Linked DNA regions of Zea mays: regions 1 and 2 are each linked to region 3. The links are chromatin contacts, called in public Hi-C maps. All regions are on one chromosome and are shown on one strand. Each heading gives the region's core, a stretch centred on a gene start, on an enhancer-like site or on the middle of the called end of the contact. The rest is flanking DNA. Distances are from core to core; before and after follow the strand shown. Region 1 holds the start of LOC100283705. Region 2 holds the start of LOC100384241. Region 3 holds the start of LOC103630624.

Region 1 (3,879 bases), core at 428-2,927, 170 kb after region 3:
GGATCTAGCGGCTGCAGAACGGCAGCCCCTGTTGCCGAAGCTTTCTTTGGTGGCATGACGAAGGTTGATGCTTGCTGAAGGTGGTCGAAAAAGAGTTCACCGGAGGTGGGCGCCAATGTTGTGGACTTGTTCTCAAATGCTATGAAGTAAGAACAAGACAACATAGTAAACGTTATACGTTAAAGCCCTTCGTCCTTCGAAGCATTATTTCCCTTAGGATATAATGATTTTTGGATGAAGGTAACGAAGGACTTACCTTTATTAACATAACATATGAGGGTGAAGAAAGAATCATATAGACCATAAAAATAATATAAATAATCATATATTATCATTGTCTCACTCTTATTTAATTACTATAGAAAAATAGAAGCAATATTAGATTACAAGTATACCTTCGACTTGAAGGAATGTGAAAGTACCAGCGTGACGCAAGGATAAACGCCAGGTCAACGTGAACAGTAAGGAGTTATTGTTCATCTATTTATAGGCACGGGACGCAGCCCATGTGAAATTACACTCATACCCTCTATATTTGCTAACAACTCTGTAGCAGTCCCTCGAGGTTTGAATAGCCTTTTCATCTTTAAGTCGGTTTCCTTTTTCCGTTATCATGCCGAAGTTCTCCTGCGCACATCTTCGGTTTGTGCTATCCTTCGTACTCCTCGTGCTTCTCCACGCTGTGGCTTCAACTCAAGTCCGAAGATATCTGTTCATGTACTGTACTTCCAGAAACATTGTTAAATCATGTTTTTGAGGACCTTCGGAAGCCGAAGGCCCCCAACACCTAGTTGCCCGGAGCACCGCCGCGCGCCGCAGTCCGCAGACAAGGACACAAGGTGTCTGACAGTCTGAGCGCGCGAATCTGAGCAGAGTAGGTGTCTGAGCTGTCTGAGGGCGCTGCTAACCATGTGACCACGCCGCTGTCTGAGCGCGCCTGCGCGCCGATCTGAGCAGCCAAGCCACAACTCATCCTCATGAACGCTATGTATTGATTATTATATTTCTAGAATTTGTATCAATTTATTTTTAGGCTATTAAATTATATCTTGATTCTTGTGTCATTAAATATCAAATATGTTTTTTGTTTGGTTTAAAAAAATTTATAGTCTTAGTTTAATAGTCCTCTCTTGGATCAATCCTGGATCCGCCACTGCCTCTGCTTGTGTAGTAAACTGATTGTGGTGCTATAGAGGGTGGCATATCCACTGTAGAGGCATGCTGGGTCGACACTAGTTCACGGGCTCTATTAATAACCTGGCTCAAGAGCCTAGGCCCTAGTGGCCATAGGCCTACATCCGTTTATGGAAAGAAGTGGCTGGACATAGCTCTCGATCAGGAATGATTTATAGCATTTTTTTTAACTTGACGTCAAGATTTTGTTGCGTAAAGGTAGGACCATGTCGACACCACGTCAGCCCTACAGTGTCAGCGGATCACGTGACTCGGCGTTAGCACTAAGCGAAGGTCTAAAAACTTAAAAAAGAGCTAAAAATAAAGAAATTCGGACCTATCGCGCTCTCGACGCCCAGGGTCCACGGACTCCACGCCATCGCCGCCAACTGTGCGTGAGCGGCCGCCGCAAGAAAATACTTTGTTTTTTGCGCGCCCGATCTCTGACCGGGAGCGCCGGGAGTCGCCTCGCTACAAAAGATCGCGGACACGCGACTCTGGCCAGGGAGACGGACAAAAGGAGAGGCGTGGACACGGGACGCGAGGTAGACAGCGCCCGGCGTGACGTGGCGCGAGAGGGAGAGCGGAGAGGGGGGCTCACCAAACTGCAAAGTCTGTCTCCTGACTCCTCGCCGGCGTGCCGGATCTCCTGTCTCTCTCGCGGTCGGCGGCCGCATAGCCTCGTTCACTCGCACGACACAGGGCAGGGGGGCGATGGGCTGCGCGACGTCCAAGCAGTTCAGCAGGAGCGCGCCGGCGCACGCGGATCCGGCCGTGCTGGCGACCCAGACCTCATGTGAGCATCTCACCTCCCTCCCTCCCTCTCCCACCACCCCCTCCTCACCGCCGGCAACGACGGCGCCAATTGCGGGACGCTGACCCACGTCTGCTGCGGCTGTTGTGTTGCTTGTGTGGCATGGTAGTCACGGTGAACGAGGTGGAGGCGCTGTACGAGCTGTACAAGAAGCTGAGCTGCTCCATCGTCAAAGACGGGCTCATCCACAAGGTGGAGATCGACCGACGACCCATCTCGGTACATTCCCTGGTTTCTGATACTTAGATCGCGCCGCTAACGGGTTGGAGTCTGTGCTGTGTTGGTTTGGTCTGGTCGGTCAGGAGGAGTTCCAGCTCGCCTTGTTCAGGAACAGCAGGAGAGCGAACCTCTTTGCAGACAGGGTAAGCATCTCGTGCTCATTTTCGCTCTTACAGGACACAGGAGGAGGAAACTCAGTTCGTGTTTCGCCGTCACAGGTCTTCGATCTGTTCGATCTCAAGCGGAACGGAGTCATCGATTTCGAGGAGTTCGTGCGGTCGCTCAGTGTGTTCCACCCTAAAGCAGATACGTCGGAGAAGACGGCGTGTACGAACTGCATACCTCAATGTTCATTCATCATCTTCTTCTTCTCGTGCATTAGGCCATGTTTGCGACGAGGGATTTTTTCTCTCGCTAAAAATCCTGAGCTTCTCGCGTGAAATTCCTGTACGGTTCGGAATGGCCACACCGAGAAAGGACGGAGATGACATGTTTGATCTGGACTTTTCTCATCCTTTATGCAGTCGCTTTCAAGCTGTATGATCTGAGGGGAACAGGCTACATCGAGAAAGAAGAGGTGATCATTCATGCGTTCTCCTGTATATTTTCCAAAGAAAAAAAAAAGAACAACCAGAGCGCATGCCATTTAATGACTGCAAACCATAGTGACTGTGTGTTTTTTTAGATAATGGATCAAAATTCGGCTTTCGCCTCTTTCGAGGGTAAGGTCAAATTTACACAACTTAAAACAAATCCAACAACTCACAAAAACATGATAAAACTGTAAGCTTAAAAGAGGTAATAGCTTCCCTACTTCTCACCGACTCAAACTCACTTAAACATTATTTTATTACAACTCAATCATGTTTGAAAACCTCCAACCCTGATAATCAAAAAACTGCATGACCACCGACTCCAGATGACGATAAGCTTTTCTTAAAAAATCTGCTCTTTTTCACTTTTATGTAGCTGTGCCCGTAGTCTTAGCTAATGAGTACCTCTAACTAGAACCTGCAAATAAGTCAACATACGTAATTTATTAAATACTAAGTCATTTATACTTTTCCAAAAAGCTCAGCACAGTGTTAAGACACATGTAATAATCAGATTCTTAGTATTTAGATCCATCACGTCAACCAACTCCCAACCATAATGCCTGTGTACACTGCACTTGTTCGATTCTAATATAAAACAGTAACTTTGTTCTTGAGAAGCAGCTCAGAGAGATGGTCTTGGCGCTGCTTGATGAGTCCGACCTCTGCCTTTCAGACAGCACCGTCGAGACGATCGTCGATAACGTAACTGATACACTGCTACTCTCCGCTAGTCATCAGGTGCTTGTTTGCAAAGATCCCGTCTCCGTTCTAACTCGTATCATATCGTGCTGCTCTGTTCGCGTTGGAGTGCAGACGTTCAGCCAAGCGGACTCGAACGGAGATGGCAGGATAGATCCTGAAGAATGGGAGGAGTTCGTGAAGAAGAACCCGGCAACGTTAAGGAACATGACTCTCCCCTATCTGCAGTGCGTAGCGTAGCGCATGTCCTTTCCTTTCCTTTCCAAGTGATCTTTCCTTCCCAAAGAAAAAAAAAGTTCTGACTACTTTTGAAATTCCTGTTGATTGTTCAGGGACATCACCATGTCATTTCCGAGCTTCATAATGCGTTCAGAAGCC
Region 2 (3,640 bases), core at 112-2,611, 170 kb before region 3:
GCTTCCTCTTCGTGTAGCCTTCCCTTCTCAACGATGTAATCAAACAACTCTCCAGATTTAACATACTCCATAACAACACAGATATCAGCAGGTGTATCTATCACCTCATAAAGGCGTATGATATGAGGATGCATAAATAATCTCAGTATCTTGATTTCTCTCTTAACTGCAGGTACGTAATAAGAGAGGATTAAGTTGAGTACTTCAACAAAGAAAAAAGAATTCCGGGACACAATAAGGAGCTTTGCTACGGTTCTGTACTGTATACATCACGAGCATGCTTAAGAACCACAAATGAGTGTTCTGTACAGAAGGAATAAGCAATGACCTTTCTCTTCCATATCCATGCTTCTGATCTTCTTGCGATTGAGAATCTTGATCGCCACCTTATGACCAGTCAATATATGTTCCGCGATCTTCACTTTACCGAACGACCCAATTCCCAGGGTTTTGCCAATTCTGTAACCGCTCAAAGGGTTGGCATCTCTTCCCGCTCCCTCCATCGTGTACCTGAATCACAGTCATCGAATATCATCCTAGTTTGAGCGTAAAAGAAAAAACTAGAGCTAAAACCATGCGCACTCATCAGTATGAAAATCTAATAAGCACTGATACCATTCGAAGGTTGGACCTAGACGATCGAAACAAGTAATAACAATTCAGGCTAAGCAAAGGCACAGCGCGCCAAAAAAAATTCCTCGACGGTAAAACCCAATTTCATTACTTCAGCAACGAAATTACAAGGTTCGACAGTTTGAAAACAACCCGCTACACCCCACCACCGTGCTCCTGATCACGGAGGGACCGAGCAACATGTGTTCAAAACAGCACGCCTCGGTTTTACTCCGCGGAAAGGTCGGGGAGGCGAACCAGAATCCCTGTTGCTAATTCCTCAACCTATTTTCTGAAACTATTCGCGCCCAACTAGCTTATAAAAGAAATGAAGCTGAAGCGCCCGAGCCCCAACCCCAAATCCCCAACCCCTGCACAGGCACCCCTAGCGCGCCATCCACGACGCCAGGACCCGGATCTAGCAGAGCTAGCCGGGTCACGAAATCCCTCTCCGCTAGTAGCAACGGGGCACGAGCCACAGCGTCAGAGCCAAGCTTCTTCACGGCTCAAACACCCAGACGCGCATCCCAATTGGCAGGCTGGGAGGACAAAGGGACTAAGGGAGGGTAGAGTAGAGGCAGGCGCAGAGAGGAGAAGGCGTACCTCGCCGCAGGGGAGACGCTGCGAGCTGGGTCCCGCCCGCCGGAGCAGGCGGCGGCGGCGAGGCCGGGGGAGCTCGTGAGAGAAGCCCGCAGGGGAGGGGAGGGGAGGGGGAGAAAGAAAGAGGCAGAATGCGCCTGACACGCGAGTGACGCCAGAGAGAGAAATGCCGGGGAGAGAGAGAGGAGAAAAGCGAGGCTCACATGGGACCTACCGCGACAGCGGGCGCCTCGAGGGCGCCGTGTTATCGTGTCCGCCGCTCCTGGACGGACGGGACGGGACGCCGGAGAGGGACGGTTTGGCGTTTTCGGCATTTCGGTGGGCGCCTGGGATTGGCCGTGCCCGCGGCAATAATTTGGCAGGTGGATCTCATTCTCTCGCGGTGTCCTTTGCCGGCGTTCTTCACCTGGTGCATCAGCATCACTTCTCACTCGCGATTTTTTTGCATCACAACCACATGATGCTCTACTACTGCAGTCCTCCTGGTCGGTTGGTAGTACAGTATGGGCAAACAACGGCGGGATGGAATGGAGGGCCTCTGCAGGTAGAAAGTAGAATGGACAAGTGTTGTCCAGTGCTGCTGTCTTTGCTAGTAGTATTGTGTTTGCCCAATTCCGATGGCTTGCCATTATCATCAAATTCAGACAGAGGGAATCTCGGATGCCAAGTGCACGGAACAGCTGAACCGCGAGCACATTAGCACAACACACTTTCTGTTCCGGTCTGGGGTTCCAGCGTGCTCTTGTCCTCTAGGTGAGTCCTTGACCTGCTGACCACTCCATAGATTTCAGACTCAGTTGGGATGGCCTAGCCCTAGCTCAAACCATTCAACGCCAACTATAGGGGCATTGCATCACAAGTCAGGACGCATTGTTACTGAAGCATTATACAAATTACCGAAGGTTTATCTTGGTGATATTTTATTTCAGCAGGTACTGTTGTGTGATGAAAACAAGGTTACCAGCAACCATTAAAGTATCCCCATGAATATAATAAGAGGGCTCCACTTGGAGTTCCACAAACAACCTTTTTACCGTTCTGAGAGCCACAAAGAATAAGAAGAAAAAAAATCAATTGTCATGACAACAGGACAAAAATGTTGCTAGCAAAAACTGTTTGCCAAAACATGGTACCTTCATTAGCACCGAGGATACCAACTCATCTTCTGAAAATTCAGATTGTGACCTTACCTGGTATTAAATTAGAAACAGTTAAAAGACTGCAAGTTAACTTACAGTAATTCATTGGTAAATGGTAACCTTGATAAGAAGCCCTAAAACACGAATTCAGCACACACTAAGCAAGAATCACGTACTCCAAAGGTAACTCACTTTATTCCTCCGCAGGGTGTTCATAGACAAAGTTTCATCCCCGCTACAAGGAAAGCAAAGAAGTTTAATCTTTAGTTACCATGCTGTGTATCATGCACAGAATGCATGTCGATAAATTTGACATGCAAATGTTTTGCAAATAAATCCATCTTTAGATCTCACAGAATATCTTCTGTTCGATGGTATTACAAAATCACATCATCAAATTACTTAATATCCAATCTGCATGAAGTAGCAGTTAAATGTGGAACTGAAAACAGGAGTACTTATGCCTGATCCATGACAAAAAAAAAAGGGAATAAATAAGATAATTGGTGATCATCTTTAGTTGCTGCCATGCAGATAGTGTTTCGATTGTGTTTGATACATCTCAACTGCACGGAATCTAGTTAAACCTTTGTGGCCAGTATCTGATTTGAGTCAGCCACATAGGTCATATCTGAAATGTAATCATCGTGGACTTCAAAACTGTTGCAGCAAGATTGTTACCGGGTATCCCATACCTAAAATTAAAAGAATGATGATAGCTAAGTCAAAACTACATTATACATCTAATAGAAGATAATTGCATATATAAAACAATTTTTGTCTGCAAAGGAGTCATCTCATAAACGTCACTTCAGTCCAAAAACGGACATTAGTGAACATTTTTTCAACGCGGATTTTAGTAATGCTTGGTACAGGCATTGTTATATAAATAAGCTTGTTAATGCTTATTTTCGTATGACCCCAAACTGTCAAGTTACTGAAAACTTGATGATGAAATTGAACTGTATTTTAGCACCTAGCAGATTTATTACTTCTGTTGACGCCTTTTCGGAGCGTCAAACACTCAACAAGAACTGTGGCGGTGCCCTCTGAACAGGGGCGGACGGTCCGCGTGCGGGACCGGACGGTCCGCGGCCTGGTGCGAGGCGCGGTGGTACTCTCTGCGCAGGGGCGGACTGTCCGCGGCCTGGGGCCGGACGGTCCGCGGCCTGGTGCCCGGCTAGGGCTTCTCTGCCTGACGGCCGGACGGTCCGCGCCCTGGGGGCCGGACGGTCCGCACGTACGCAGAGGCGGCGGGAGTCGCCGGCGGCGCCTGGATCTCGCTCCCG
Region 3 (3,714 bases), core at 269-2,768:
TCTATTTTTAATCTTTGACCATATGCTCTTGAAATTTTCTAGGCCCGTCACTACAAGATAGTATATATTATATGATTCTGTTTTATGTAGTTCGGTTTTAGCCTGTAGCGTATATACTACCCATATTTAACAACGGATCGCCCTCGCGTTTGTGGAGAGCATACACACGTGGTGCACGGATTTGTATGTGCCGGAACAGGATAAGCAAGCGCTTGGTGGCTTTGCTTGGTTCACTTCGTATACGCCAGATCTCTCTATATGTGTACGTCGCGTTAAGCTTGTGGTACCATAGCAGCCAGTCTTTCTTTGCTCTGCGCGCCTTGTCCAGCCGCTTTCGAACGTGTATATATACACGATGCTTTAGCAGCTCTCCACGAGCCCAGCTTTAGCCCCACGCTTGGCTGTTGTTTGATTGTTTCGGCCAACCAGCCTCGGCCTCGTCATAGATGTACTATCCATGTTCAGATCCTACGTACGTACGTACGTACTAGTAGTGAAAAATAGGCTATTTAAATTCATACTCTTAGTTTCGTCGCATTACTTATTCTTCCTCCTAGTCATAATTTTTGTTCAGTTTTACCGTTCTGTTATATAATACTGGAAGTGCAAAAATGAATAAAAAACACAACTACGACGGTAAAAATAAGGACATAACAAAACTAAAGTCACCACCTTAAAAAAACCAAAAAAATATATTAGGCCTGAGATGCATGCATGATCAGGAGCAATTAATTGAGCACGACTACCCTTCCTCGCTCAAACGTTGTGATGTGAAGCAAGCGTTCAATGAATGAAAGCTTCGGAAGTACACGAGTCCATGTGCAGTCGACGCCGAGCCGATGGATGCCACTTGCCACCACAACGTTTCGGAGGGGAGCTGGCCGCTGAAACGTCGTTTCGGAGGAAGGCACGCGATCTCTCCACGGCGAGAAGTCCACGTCTGTGCGGTGCGGATGCACGGCGGCACCCCCTCGCTAGCTTTCTTTTCTGGCAATAAACAAAACGATTTTTATTAGCTTCAGCTTCTGCATCATCAAACGTGCTCGCCGCACCGACGGACCGGACCAACCGGACCCGGCCGTCCTCTGCCTGCGATGTGACGCGAAGTTCCAAATGGAAATGGCACCAACCAAGCAAAAAGCAGGCCATGTTTTTTTTTTCCGGCAAGCACGGCGCGGACCCACACCCACACTAGAGCGCGCTCGGGCTCGCTCCCAGTCCCAGACCAGGGCGGGGCGGCGTCGTCGTCGTCGTCGTCTCGCTGACGTCCCCACGTCACCCGGCGGCCGCGTTTATTTATTTTATTAACCGTCCGTCTAGGCGCCTAGCGGGTCTGCGTCAGGCGCAGTAACCCAGTCGCCTGTGGGCCGTGGCGGAGGAGAGGAAGCAGACGAGGCGAGGTGAGGAAACCAGCGCGTGGGCGCCGCGCGCGCAGTAGAAACCGCCCCCCTCCCAAGCGCGAGCGCGTTGTTCGTCTCGCGGTCTCGCCTCGCCTCGCCTCGCCTGGCACTGGCACGCGCAAAACCACATCGCATCGCGAGCTCGGCCGGCGCACCACCTACCCTCCCCGTCCCCGGCTCCGCTGCCCCGCTCGCTCTCCGATTCCGAACAGGCAAACCGCGTCGCCGCCCGCTCGCCCCGCGCTTCTAACCCCCACCCAACTCTGCCTCTGATCCGACCCACCCACCCGCCCCGCGCCCGCGCGTTAAGTATCCGCCTGCGTTCGTCCCCCCTCCATCTGATCTGGTTCCCACCCGCGGGCATCACATCCCCGCCGCCGCCGCCGCCGCCGCCGAATCTCGCGCTCGCGGCGCGGGATCTCGCGGGCCCCGGCCCCACGACCCGGCGGATCGGGATGAGAGTGGGGCGTCGGCGATGACCGGCTCGGCGGCCTCGCTGGGCCTGCGGTCCGGGAGCTACGGCTCCCTCGCGGCCGCCGTCGGCGGCGGGAGGAAGGCCGGCGCCGCCGCCGCCTGCCGCCCGCTGCGCGGGGAGAAGGACCGCCTGCAGCTGCTGCACCGCGCGCTGCGGCTGGGCGGTCGCCGCAGGGCCGGCGTCCTGCTGCTGCTCGCCGTCGTGTCCGCCGCTGTCTTCTCCTCTCTCTTCGCCGTCGTCAAAGGTCCGCGCCCCCGTTCCCGCTAGCTTGCCCGTCTCCTCTCCTCTAATGTTGCAGCTTCTGCCGCACTTTGGCGCTCTGCTTTGCCGGCCTGAGCCTTGTGACGTGGGTGCCTTTTAGTTCAGAAGATACTAGAGCAGTGTGCTGGGGTCATGCAGGTGGCGTTTACAGAATTTGAACTGGCTTGTTATGTTTTAAACAGTGGGGAACAATCGTGTGTGCATACTCCACTCCGTCTCCGTGTAGAGGATGCTGTCAAATGCTTGGACCTGTTACATTACATACTCCCCACGCTGATGGTGTGACGACCCCCTTCTCAATTCTACAATGTCGTAGTCCTGTGTCGTCAGGGATAACTGGATAATAGTGTACCCAATGACTTGGTCTACTGCAAACTAGTGGATAATTTTTTGTCCGTGTAAATTATGTTTCATGACGCTGAAGTGCTGATGGCTATGATATGGCTAGAATGATTAGGGACTTCGCTCTGAGAAGTTTTTGGTCTTCTTGTTTTTTATTTTTTGAGAAATCAGATGGTGGAGTAGAGCTGAGCTCTTTTGTGCTTGTACCTATCTTGCATGGTCTTTAGCAATCGATTTTGTTGTTAATTGAAATAGCCAAACGAGTACACTTGCATGCTGATCCAAGCCATCGATGGTCATTTCAGTTTCCTGCTTGTGCTGTACGTCTTTTGTTAATGTAGGCAATTTCCCCACGAATCGTCAACTGACGTTTTCTATTGGAGCGTGCCTTGTGGTTACAGATTAGTATAGCCACTGACTATGTACCTCAATACTGTGTTTCAGATGACAGCAATTCAATCAGTATCGTAAATAATTATGAAGTACCAAATGCCATACAGAAGTCAGTGTATCCCAGCACAACACGGCCTCTAATGATGTCTGGAAACCAATACTCCACCAGTGTTGTCAACAAAATCGAGCTTCCAAATCGGCTTCATCTTACGTATGCAAACTTCACACATCCTTGCGAAGGTTTCTCAGTCCCTCCTCCCCTGGTTGATAAGAAACGCACTGGACCCCGACGTAAGAGTTATTATTTGCACCTTTCTACTAGCATTGCAGAATAGTTCGTAAATAATCACTGATCGTGTTATCTGTTTCTCATTTTCCCTGTAGCATGCCCTGTTTGCTATGTTTCTGTGGATCAGGCATTTGCCTTGATGCCCCTACAAGCTTCACCATCACCTGTCGTAAAGAACTTAAACTATGTATCAGAAGATGGTGTTACTGCAAATTTATCAAATCTAGGATCTGGATTTGGAGGGCATCCATCTCTGGAGCAGAGAAACAAATCTTTCAACATTAATGAGTCAATGACTGTCCACTGTGGGTAGGTTACATGCATCCCTTGTCCATACTAAATCCACGCTTATTCAAATAGATGTTGTTTCAAACGTGAATACTGAAGTGAATGTTCTGTATTATTTCTATCAGCTTTGTTAGAGGAAAGAAGCCTGGCCAAGGTACTGGATTCGATATCAAGGATGATGATCTGCTAGAGATGGAGCAATGCCGTGAGCTAGTCGTAGCTTCTGCTATTTTTGGTATGCATCACTTTTCACTAATAGTATCCAC

Evidence for each region. Hi-C and Micro-C count contacts between places; a contact is called where the count stands out from the background.
Region 1: a Hi-C map of leaf shows a contact between it and region 3, with 3 times the contacts expected there. The contact joins the promoter of LOC100283705 here to the promoter of LOC103630624 in region 3. A contact is called at or near these places in 3 of 25 Hi-C or Micro-C datasets (ear, leaf and tassel).
Region 2: a Hi-C map of ear shows a contact between it and region 3, with 4 times the contacts expected there. The contact joins the promoter of LOC100384241 here to the promoter of LOC103630624 in region 3. A contact is called at or near these places in 3 of 25 Hi-C or Micro-C datasets (ear, tassel and an unstated tissue).

Annotation. Positions count from the first base shown.
Region 1 is chr6:170,737,416-170,741,294 of Zm-B73-REFERENCE-NAM-5.0, reverse strand. LOC100283705 reads left to right here and starts at 1,677. Exons shown (of 8, transcript NM_001156604.2): 1 at 1,677-1,969; 2 at 2,097-2,179; 3 at 2,290-2,349; 4 at 2,425-2,533; 5 at 2,731-2,783; 6 at 3,424-3,504; 7 at 3,616-3,728; 8 at 3,834-3,879. The coding sequence starts at 1,888.
Region 2 is chr6:171,070,690-171,074,329 of Zm-B73-REFERENCE-NAM-5.0, reverse strand. LOC100384241 reads right to left here and starts at 1,361. Exons shown (of 11, transcript NM_001362306.1): 1 at 1,216-1,361; 2 at 329-510; 3 at 1-166. The coding sequence starts at 503.
Region 3 is chr6:170,904,600-170,908,313 of Zm-B73-REFERENCE-NAM-5.0, reverse strand. It overlaps LOC103630624, which reads left to right and starts at 1,518. Exons shown (of 9, transcript NM_001364975.1): 1 at 1,518-2,119; 2 at 2,923-3,162; 3 at 3,256-3,469; 4 at 3,574-3,683. The coding sequence starts at 1,876.